Regions from separate parts of the Mus musculus genome. Here region 2 is linked to region 1. A link is a contact called in public HiChIP or PLAC-seq data. All regions are on one chromosome and are shown on one strand. The core of a region is the stretch at or near the end of the contact, and the rest is flanking DNA. Distances in the headings are between cores, read along the strand shown.

Region 1 (4,620 bases), core at 1,244-3,743:
GGGGGCGGTGTCAGAGTTCTGCACTCACTGAGATAGCAAGTGGTCCCTGTTTGAATTAGTTTCCAACACTTTATGCAAAGCTGGGGTCCCAAATCGGTGGCGGTGTTGTTGTTTCCTCCTTTGTCAGATGAAGAATAGAGGAAACAGTTTCAGCAGCCTCTGGCATTTGTCACTTGAGGTTACCACACGATGACCCCTCATCAGCTATAGCATTAAATAAGAGTCGAATCATTTGCAGCAAATGACCTTCCTAACTTCTCATTATTACAGAATGACCAAATCTTTGTCCCTAACATTGCTGGTGCTCCCCAGCCCCACGCCAGTGTCTCATGCACTGAAAGGCCAGCAACTCGACCCTGCATTTGTATTCCCCCAGAGGGTTTTAAAAACACTTCCAGAACCACAACTGCCTTGGTTGGGTGGCAAGTCTGGGAATCTGGAATAGTTGACACATGGCCTGGTCTAACATAAACCTAACATAAACTGTTACTAACTAAAAACAACAACAAAACAAAACAAAAACCCAAAAAACAAAAACAAAAACAAAAGTTACTAACTTTTTTGTGTGTGTGGGGGGGGGGGGGGGAGTTCCTAAGTCCAGACAGCCAAAGATGAACAGAGCTACACAGAAAGGGGTGGGGGGGGGGGGCTATCAATCAAAAGTTAATAGAGACTGGAGAAAGAGAACATCTCAGAGAGTCGCTGAGAACTAAAATCAGTTGAAGGCACACTGTAAAGAGGTGATTAAAGAAAACAGAACCCATTCCTGTTGATGGCTTAGTGGCTGAAACCACTCCAAAAAGCGAAGTCCAGTCCCGAGGGTGGGAGAAGGAATTCCTGCTGCGAGCAGACTCACTCCTCGCTCAGTGGCACACCTAAGTCCTCCAGGTGGATTACAATGTGTTGGCCTGTTGATTTGGTTTTGAAAGTAAAACTTGTTATAAATTAGAAGTTGACTCCAAAATACAGCCCCTTTTTGGATGGTGGAAAAATAAAAATAAAAACAAAACAATTTTTTTCCTCAGGCCAAAGAGATGGCACCAAGAAATCTGAGTTTGGTTCCTGTCAAGGGCTCATAATTGCCTGTAACTCCAGCCTCAAGGGATTCATCATCCTTTTCTAGACTTCTTGGATGGAGAGAGAGAGAGAAAGAGAGAGAGAGAGAGAGAGAGAGAGAGAGAGAGAGAGAGAGAGAGAGAGAGCGCACACACACACACACTGAGACTCTTAATTTTAAAGGTCTTCAAAAAAATAGCCCAACCTGTAGGAAGGTCATCTTGCCCTGCGTAAAAGCTTTTCTATCTGATCCTCACCTAAATCACCCATGGCACGGAAAGTATTGCTTACATTACAGTCAAATTCTCCACAGCAAGCCAGCTTTCTCTACCTCAGACCTCTGCCTCAAACAAAGCTAACAAAGAAAAGGCTCTGTCTCTCACCTGTGAAAACACAGATCCCTCCAAACACAAGACAGTGTGTTCCCCAAAGCCCCAGTGGCCTGGTCAGGAAGAAGTCATTTAGATAGCCAATCACCTTGCACCTGCCATTTCACACTTCAGGTGACTTCAGGAAAGAATTTAGAGACTAGCCTGGCAGGCAAGCCCTGATTCCTCTGTGCCTCTGTTTCCCCGTTATCAACTGAGAGACGGTACCCACAAGAATCATCAGATTGCAAAAATTCCTCAGAAACAAAGCGAATGGTGGCGTCCTTATAGTCAGTGTAGCCCCAAGCCTCAGCCCGACTGCCCTGCTTAGGTCTCTGCCTCAGGAGCCCAGGGCTGCTCACAGGAGAGAAAGAGACTTCACCCAGGACACAGCCAGCCAGACTACTCAAGAGACCAAGAAAGGCTGGCTGGGAGAAACAGGAACCACCATTCTTCAGTGGAATGCCTTCTGACCCCCCACACCCCTGCAACTCCCAGAGCTGTTCCACGGCCCACTCCCTAAGCAAGACGTTTCCCACCCCGTGGTCTCAAGGCCAGAGACTTGCATTCCCCCAGAGAATAGTGATTGCTCAGTCTCCCCACTTACCCAGGAGAAAGGGAAGCAGCTGTATGTTACCTCAAAGCGTCACATTCATTCCGACAGGGGCAGCTTGGGACTGTGACCTCTGAGCCTCTCTCTCTCTCTCTCTCTCTCTCTCTCTGACTTCCGCAGGAGCCTCCAGTCCCTACCTCCAGGCGCCCACCTTTTCTTAGATACTGGACTTGGGTAAGCAAATGGAGCCTGTGACCAGGCTCAGGGCGCCTAGAGCTAATTCTTTCACACACGCACATGAGCACACACACATGCACACACACACACACACACACACACACACGGACTGGCTGATTTACAGTCAATCTTTCAAAGTGCAATTTGTCTAGGAGAAGCCAATGTGAGGCCCATGTGGTCTCCAACCAATGGCGACACAGCGCTTGCAGCTCAGCCAGTCTCAGGTCTGTATTCTAATGGGCCATATCTTTATCAAGGAAATGTCCCCTCTCTGAACTTAAAACTTCTGATGGAGGGCCCCCAGACTCAGAGGCAGAGAAACCGGGTGCTCTGAGTATGGAAAGCACCCCTCCTTAGGCCCAGCGGGCAGAGAGGGAAAGAGGAAGGCCGCCCACCTTCTCTGGACACCTGACTTGCCAGAGGGCTGACGTAGGTGCCCCATCTCTGAGGAAGGGCCGAGCCAGAGGGCAGTCTGAGGCTCGGGGTGGGATGGGGGGCTCTGATTCTCCAAACCTGTCATGAGGTTCTGGGCCACCATTTGAAGTGCTGGCCTTTAAGGGTTCCTGGACCACCGATTCGCTGACCTGGAGACCATGGAGTCCAACCTGCAGGGGACCTTCCTCCTGAACAACACACAGCTGGCCCAGTTCTCAGAAATGAAGGCTCCCATGTGCCAGTACTCGGTGCAGAACTCTTTCTACAAGCTCAGCCCTCCGGGACTTGGCCCCCAGCTGGCGGCTGGGACTCCCCATGGAATCACTGACATCCTGAGCAGACCGGTTGCCACCCCGAACAGCAGCCTCCTCTCTGGCTACCCCCACGTGGCAGGCTTTGGTGGACTCAGCTCCCAGGGCGTCTACTATGGCCCCCAGGTGGGGAGCTTTTCCAAGGCTGGAAATGAGTACCCGACCCGGACCCGGAACTGCTGGGCAGACACAGGCCAGGACTGGAGAGGCAGCGCTCGGCCATGCAGCAACAGTGAGTACAGGGCCTTCACCCCCAGCCCAACCTGTCCCGGGGAGAAGGCAGGAGGGGGGGGGTCTTTTAAAGGCCGGGCTGCACGCGACCTACCTAACCTCAGCCGCTATTACACAGCCCTGCCAATTCCTGGTCCCTTTTCTCAGCTCACAGCAGAACTGAACCCCACCCTTCTCCCTCCTCCCTACTTCTACCTAGCACAGGTGTCTGGACCCACAGTCACTTCTTGCCCTTCAAGGGACCTTGGGTTCTCCAGGCCCCACGATCACAGTCCATCCCACCATATGCAGCACGTAGCTTAAGTTCGCTTCTGCCCGGAGACATGGCGCCCCTTCACACAGTGAGGCACAGTGCTACCCTGGTGAAGAAAACTTAATGAATTTAGTATCGTATCCCTAAGAGCCCAATGTTATATAGGATTGTTCCAAAAACCCACTGGGGTCCCATCCAGGGCCCATCACCCACCTTCCTGTTCCCCCGTTCATGTCAGCAATGGCAGAACCAGAGCGCTAAGATGACCTTGGCCCTGACTGCTAGGGAGCGGGGCGGGGGGGGGGGGGGCTTACCCCACCCATCCCTGAGACTCAGGTTTCTGAGAACTGGAGTGGAGGGGGTGGGTATTATGCCAATCAGGGATCCAGGAAGTGCCCGGGGCATGTGCCAGTGGGGCATACTGGGAGAGAGTGGCAGTGACTTCCAGGGTTCTCCTTGAGCCACTAAAGCTCCGGGTGAGATAAACATGTGTCAGGGACAGAGGCAAAGCCCCCTCTCCTTCTGTTTAATCTCTATCTCCCACACTGCATAAGGGATTTGGAATCAATGATGGAAACCCTCAAAACTCTTGTCCTCCATGTCTGTGCCTGAATGACAGTCACCTTCCTCATCTCTTGGGACCTATAGTTTGGGGTACTATAAGCTCATGCTGTCTCTCCCACACCTCCACCCTACACTCCCCCATCCTGACCCACCCCTCCATCTTGAATGCATACACACACTAGAAAATAGCCAGGAAAAACAGTGGTCAGTTTAACACAAGAGTAAAGAAAAATATCTTTTAGGATAGTGGTTCTACACCTGTGGGTCGTGACCCCTTTGGGGACTGAATGACCCTTTCATGGGGGGGGGGTCACATATCAGAGATCCTGCATGTCAGATATTTCCAATTTGTACCAGTAGCAAATTCACAGTTATGAAGTAGCAGCAAAATAATTTTATGGTTGGAGGGAGGGGGTCACTACAACATGCATCAAAGGGTCGCAGCGTTAGGAAGGCTGAGAACCACTGTATTAGGAGGTCCTTTGCCTCTTCTGAGCTGAAGTCCCCTGCCTATGACACGAGAGCAGAGCACATGAGTTTCAGGGGAACCCAGCACTTGGGTACTCTGCTTACTTTGAGACTCAAGCTCCTTCGTGACTGAGTTGGGGGGTC
Region 2 (4,827 bases), core at 1,085-3,584, 37 kb after region 1:
CACTCGCTGCAGACCAGCTGAGACATTCAGCCAACTGCACTGAACTAGCAGATTCTTGGACTGTCCTTTGATAGATGCCATTGCTGGACTAGCCAGATGTGCCGGCTAGTTTTATGTCAACCTGACACAAGCTAGAGTCATCTGAGAGAAGAGAGTCTCAAGTGAGAAAATGTCTCGATAAGGTTGTAGGCAAGCCTGTAAGGCGTTTTCTTAATTAGTGACTAACGTGGGAGGGCTCAGTCTATTGTGGGTGGGGTCACCCCTAGGATGGCAGTCCAGGCTTAACAAGCACGGTGTGTGTGTGTGTGTGTGGGTGTGTGTGTGTGGGGTGTGTGTGTGGGTGTGTGTGTGTGGGGTGTGTGTGTGGGGGGGGGTGTGTGTGTGTGGGTGTGTGTGGGTGTGTGTGTGTGTGTGTGTGTGTGTGTGGGGGTGTGTGTGTGTGGGGGTGTGTGTGTGGGGTGTGTGTGTGTGTGTGTGGGTGTGTGGGGGTGTGTGTGTGGGGTGTGGGGGTGTGTGTAGGTGTGTGTGGGGGTGTGTGTGTGTGTGGGTGTGGGTGTGTGTGTGGGTGTGTGGGGTGTGTGTGTGTGGGTGTGTGTGTGTGTGGGTGGGTGTTAAGCAGCACTGCTCCCCAGCCTGTGTATGAGCTCTTACCTCTCGGTTCCTGCTCTCACTGCTTCTGATGGACAACTGTTACATGTAACTGTCAACTCCTCCCCACACTGTTTTTAGTCATGGTGTTTATCACAGCAATAGCAACCCTAGCTAAGTCACTGAGCCTGTAACCCACTTTAATTCTCTCTCCCTCTCCCCTCTCTCAATGTATGTATGTATGTATGTATGCACATATGTATTCACGCAGTCATCTCTGTTCCTCTAGAGATCCCTGACTAACCCAGTCCGTATACACGTGCCACAGAGCACACAAGTGGAGGTCAGAGGACGACCACCTTCAGGGAGTCTCTCTCTCTCTGTTCACCATATGGGTTAGGGGACAGGTTATCTGGCTTGGCAGCAAACACCTTTACCCACTGAGACATCTGGTTGGCTGTCCATATTCAGGAAAGGATATACAAGTCTTCTAGGCTTTCTGCCTCCCCTAAAATTATCCAAGATGAATTAAGCACTTAAGGGGAGCCCTAGATTTGCAGCTCTGACTTCTGTTTTAAAAATGGCCATTTCTAGGGGCAGGAGAGGTGACCCAGTGCTTAAAGTACCTGACACACACGCACCAGGACCAGAATTCGGATCCCCAGAGCCCACGTGAGTGCCAGGTAGACATGGTGGCCCCTCTGAAACGTCAGCCTCAGATGTCAGGGATAGGATCTAGCCACATACTGGCTAGAAAGAGCAGGTGGACATCAAGCTCTGGTCTGACTGAGAGCCCCTGCTTCAATAAGTAAGGTAGAAGAGCAACTGAGAAAGATGAGTGTCACCAGCTTCAGGCCCCACACACACTCGTGTACCCACACAGTCAAACATCAGCTCTACATTCTTTTTTTCTTTGTTGTTTTTGTTTTTTCGAGACAAGGTTTCTCTGTGTACCTCTGGCTGTCCTGGAACTCACTCTGTAGACCAGACTGGCCTCAAACTCAGAAATCCACCTGCCTCTGCCTCCCAAGTGCTGGAACTAAAGGCGTGCGCCACCGCTGCCCAGCTTCAGCTCTACATTCTTGACATACTCCCAGCATGAGTCTACAGCAGCACCACTCCCGGCAGCCCACAGGTGGAAACAGCTCCTCAGTGGATGGATGCATACGCAATTCACCGTGCAGGCCCCACACAGAACACAGAAGTGCACGGATAATGGTTGCCATGCAGACAGGCGATGACAGCACCAAGTCAGAGAGGCCAGAGAGAAGCGTGCATGGATTGTGTATGACTCCATCCACACAAAACACTAGTTCAGACCGGTTTTGAACTAGAAATCCTCCCCAACAGTGGGACTGTAAGAGCTTCTTTTCAAGTGGTAACAAGTAGCTCTACGAGAGGCAAGAGGCGGCGGCTGTGCAACCTGAGCAAACTCAACCCACCCGGCTGGGTTTATATTCTGCTTATTTGGCCTCAATTATTTAAAAATACTTTTTAACTATGTGTGTGTGTGCATATCTGTGTCTGTGCACACAGGTGCAGGTCCCACAGAGGCCTGAAGTGACCGACAGTTATGAGTCACGGCTGTGAGTGTTGGATTTACATGTGGGTCCTCAGCAAGAAGCAGGACATGCTCTTAACCCCTGTACTCTCTCTCCAGCCCCACCTTATTCTTGTAAGGACAGTAAATACCACAGAGTTCAAAGGAGCTAAAGGAAAATGGAAACAATAAAGACTGCCGAGTGCTTGAATCCTTGGCTTGAAGCAGCAAACCAAACCACAAAAGCCTGTAAGATACCACATGAGTAAGTGCATCATATTATCATGGTATTACTCAAAGGTTGCAGTTTCAGCTGTGGAAAAGAATTCCTGAGAATTTGGTAACTATTTAAAACAGATCCTGCAACTAAAGTAGCTAGCAACTCTTTGTCTAAATATTAGTCCTGTGGCACAGATCAACTTCTAGGAGATATTGCTTCTCATCTGCTTCCATTTAACACAACCAGTTCTCTTCAGCTGTACGTTAAGTTCTGACATAGCCTCTATTTTTTTGGAAAATAATTCAAATGCTCTTTTTTTCTGTGCATTCTTTTTTTTTTTTTTCCTTTTTTCTTTTTTCCTTGAGACAGGGTTTCTCTGTGTAGCCCTGGCTGTCCTGGAACTCACTTTGTAGAACAGGCTGGCCTTGAACTCAAATCCTCCTGCCTCTGCCTCCCAAGTGCTGGGATTAAAGGCGTGTGCCACCACTGCCCGGGCTCTGTGCATTCTTTTTGCATGAATGTAAGACTCTACCTCAGATTACAGTGAGAGAGGAAAAATGAGCCCATAAGCAGCCTTATGTCCTACTACCTGTTCTGCATGTGGCAATGTCCAGTGTCTAAGCCCCACTCTGTGACACAGAAGGTAAAAGAACCATTCTTTCTGCTAATGTCCTTCTCTTCCCAGTGAGGAAACATATCACAGAAGTACAACTTACCGCAAAGATCTTTAGCAGTGTTTTCATGTAGAGCTTTCGGATACCAAAGGACACTCCAAAGATGGCAGGGACGATGATGAAAACAAGCAGCAGGGTGAAGAGGACGGTCAGGGAGATACCCAGGAGGTTGACAATCAAGCTATCAAAAGGTAGCAACAGGAACATGGTGGAGGACGCACGTCAGGCTGGTGCCCTCTTTTCCACACACAAACACGTCCTTCAGATGGTCCCTTCAGATAGCACAAGCCTTGGAAAGGCAGCCAGTCCCTCACGGGTGACAAACTCCATCTCAAAGTTCATGTCATCCAACTGCCTGAATAGAGCTCTGGCGCAGAACTGCAGAAGGGTCACAGGAGCACCCCAGAAATGCCAGGTCTCCCGGGCACAGATGACAATCTGTGGTGAGTAGGCTGGAACAGCACCTGAGTCCTGAGTGTCCGGGCAAGCGAGCGGCAAGGGGCAGCTTTCTGTTCAGCTATGTGGCTGCTTCCAAGGTTTTACTTTCCTCCTGCCCCAAAGCATTCAGCGGGTAAATTTGTCCTAAAGATCTGTATTGTCAGAAGTACCAAGAAGAGTTCGCCTTGGTGCCAGAAGAATCCTGAAACTCCAGTAGACAAGGGTAGCTGCTGGCACTTCACACCCAAGGCTGCCAAACGTCAGTATGTAGAAATTAAGTAACGTTTACTTAAAATTCCTTCATAAGCTAAAACTGAGTTCACTGTAAAGAGTTCATAGCTGGTCCCATGCTCCCTTGAGGGGGCTCCTGATGCTGGCTGACCCAGGACCCTCCTACCCAGAGAGCCCCAGCCTTTGCCAGTAGCACACAGAGGCTGGCACAGAACGTCTCATGCTGCCTGTACTGAGCACTGTTCCAAACACGCCTGGCATTGGTGTCCTCCGATATTCTTCTCCCTTAAGGCAGCCTTCTCAGCGGTGACCTGGGTTCTTGGCAAAAGGCTGTTTACATGCTGCCAGAGCTGGGGGTGGAAACAGAAACACCATTAGTCACACAAAGCAAGAGAAGCATTAATGTGCTTCCTTCCATATGTGTGACAAGGGACAGCTGGGAGCCCACAGGTTGCTTCTCTATCATCAAGGTAAAAAGGCAGCAGGCAAGCAGATACAGCGTGGGGGAAAACGGACATTCCAGTATTCCACAATGAGTGAAGCTGGCCGTGCATGCCAACTTTCTGATGATGAACATTTTGAAAGGTAAGGGTACAATATGAAATGTCAATGCCCTAACTTGTCCCATAGTTACCCAGAGTTCTTTATAACAGATGTACTGCAGGACTAACTTTGTACTCTTCCTAGTATAATTCTTGCTGACACAGGACAATCATTGGTTCTGTTCCCTCAGGACCAGGCAACAAAAGTTAAGGCATTGTTAACAAGGCACACTCTTCATTTGCTTCTTATTTTGTCTTAATTAACTTGAAGGAGAGTTCTATTGGTAAAAACAGAGCTCTCCCAATGCTTTGCAGGGACATAGTTTGCAACTGTAAGAACATATCAGGATTAAGGTAATCTGTCTCCTAAGGCTAGACAGTACAAATTTCTAGTAATTGTGTGTTAAATGCTACTACTTTACATGACTTGGTACCAACAAAATTCCTAGAAAGAGAACTGTATAGGAAAAGGAAATATACATTTAAACTTTTACAAGATAAGTATCACATTTCTTCCATAGAAACCAAGCCCTTTCAGTCCACTTCACTACACTGGCTGCTCATAAAATTCTAGAATTATTTCAAATATCTCAT

What was found. HiChIP or PLAC-seq counts read pairs in DNA pulled down with a chosen protein or histone mark.
Region 2: an H3K27ac HiChIP or PLAC-seq map of embryonic stem cells shows a contact between it and region 1, with 5 read pairs. The contact joins the enhancer-like site here to the promoter of Nkx6-3 in region 1. A contact is called at or near these places in 7 of 39 promoter capture datasets (the 3T3-L1 cell line, cranial neural crest, frontonasal cranial neural crest and 4 more), 1 of 484 Hi-C or Micro-C datasets (uterus), 5 of 115 datasets of contacts at active chromatin or transcription factors (embryonic stem cells, pancreatic cancer cells and stem cell-derived neural progenitor cells) and 2 of 9 other capture datasets (adipose tissue and liver).

What each region holds. Positions count from the first base shown.
Region 1 is chr8:23,150,778-23,155,397 of GRCm38.p6, forward strand. It overlaps Nkx6-3 (NK6 homeobox 3), which reads left to right and starts at 2,494. Exons shown (of 3, transcript NM_029002.2): 1 at 2,494-3,192. The coding sequence starts at 2,808.
Region 2 is chr8:23,187,652-23,192,478 of GRCm38.p6, forward strand. It overlaps Gpat4 (glycerol-3-phosphate acyltransferase 4), which reads right to left. Exons shown (of 13, transcript NM_018743.4): 2 at 3,065-4,041. The coding sequence starts at 3,229. Among named protein-coding and RNA genes, the nearest start is that of Gpat4, 18 kb to the right of the region's middle. Within about 2 kb of position 2,335, at least 31 of the 459 cell types and tissues checked have an H3K27ac peak or open chromatin away from gene starts, as enhancers often do. A contact at or near this core is called in embryonic stem cells and pancreatic cancer cells, where this site is marked.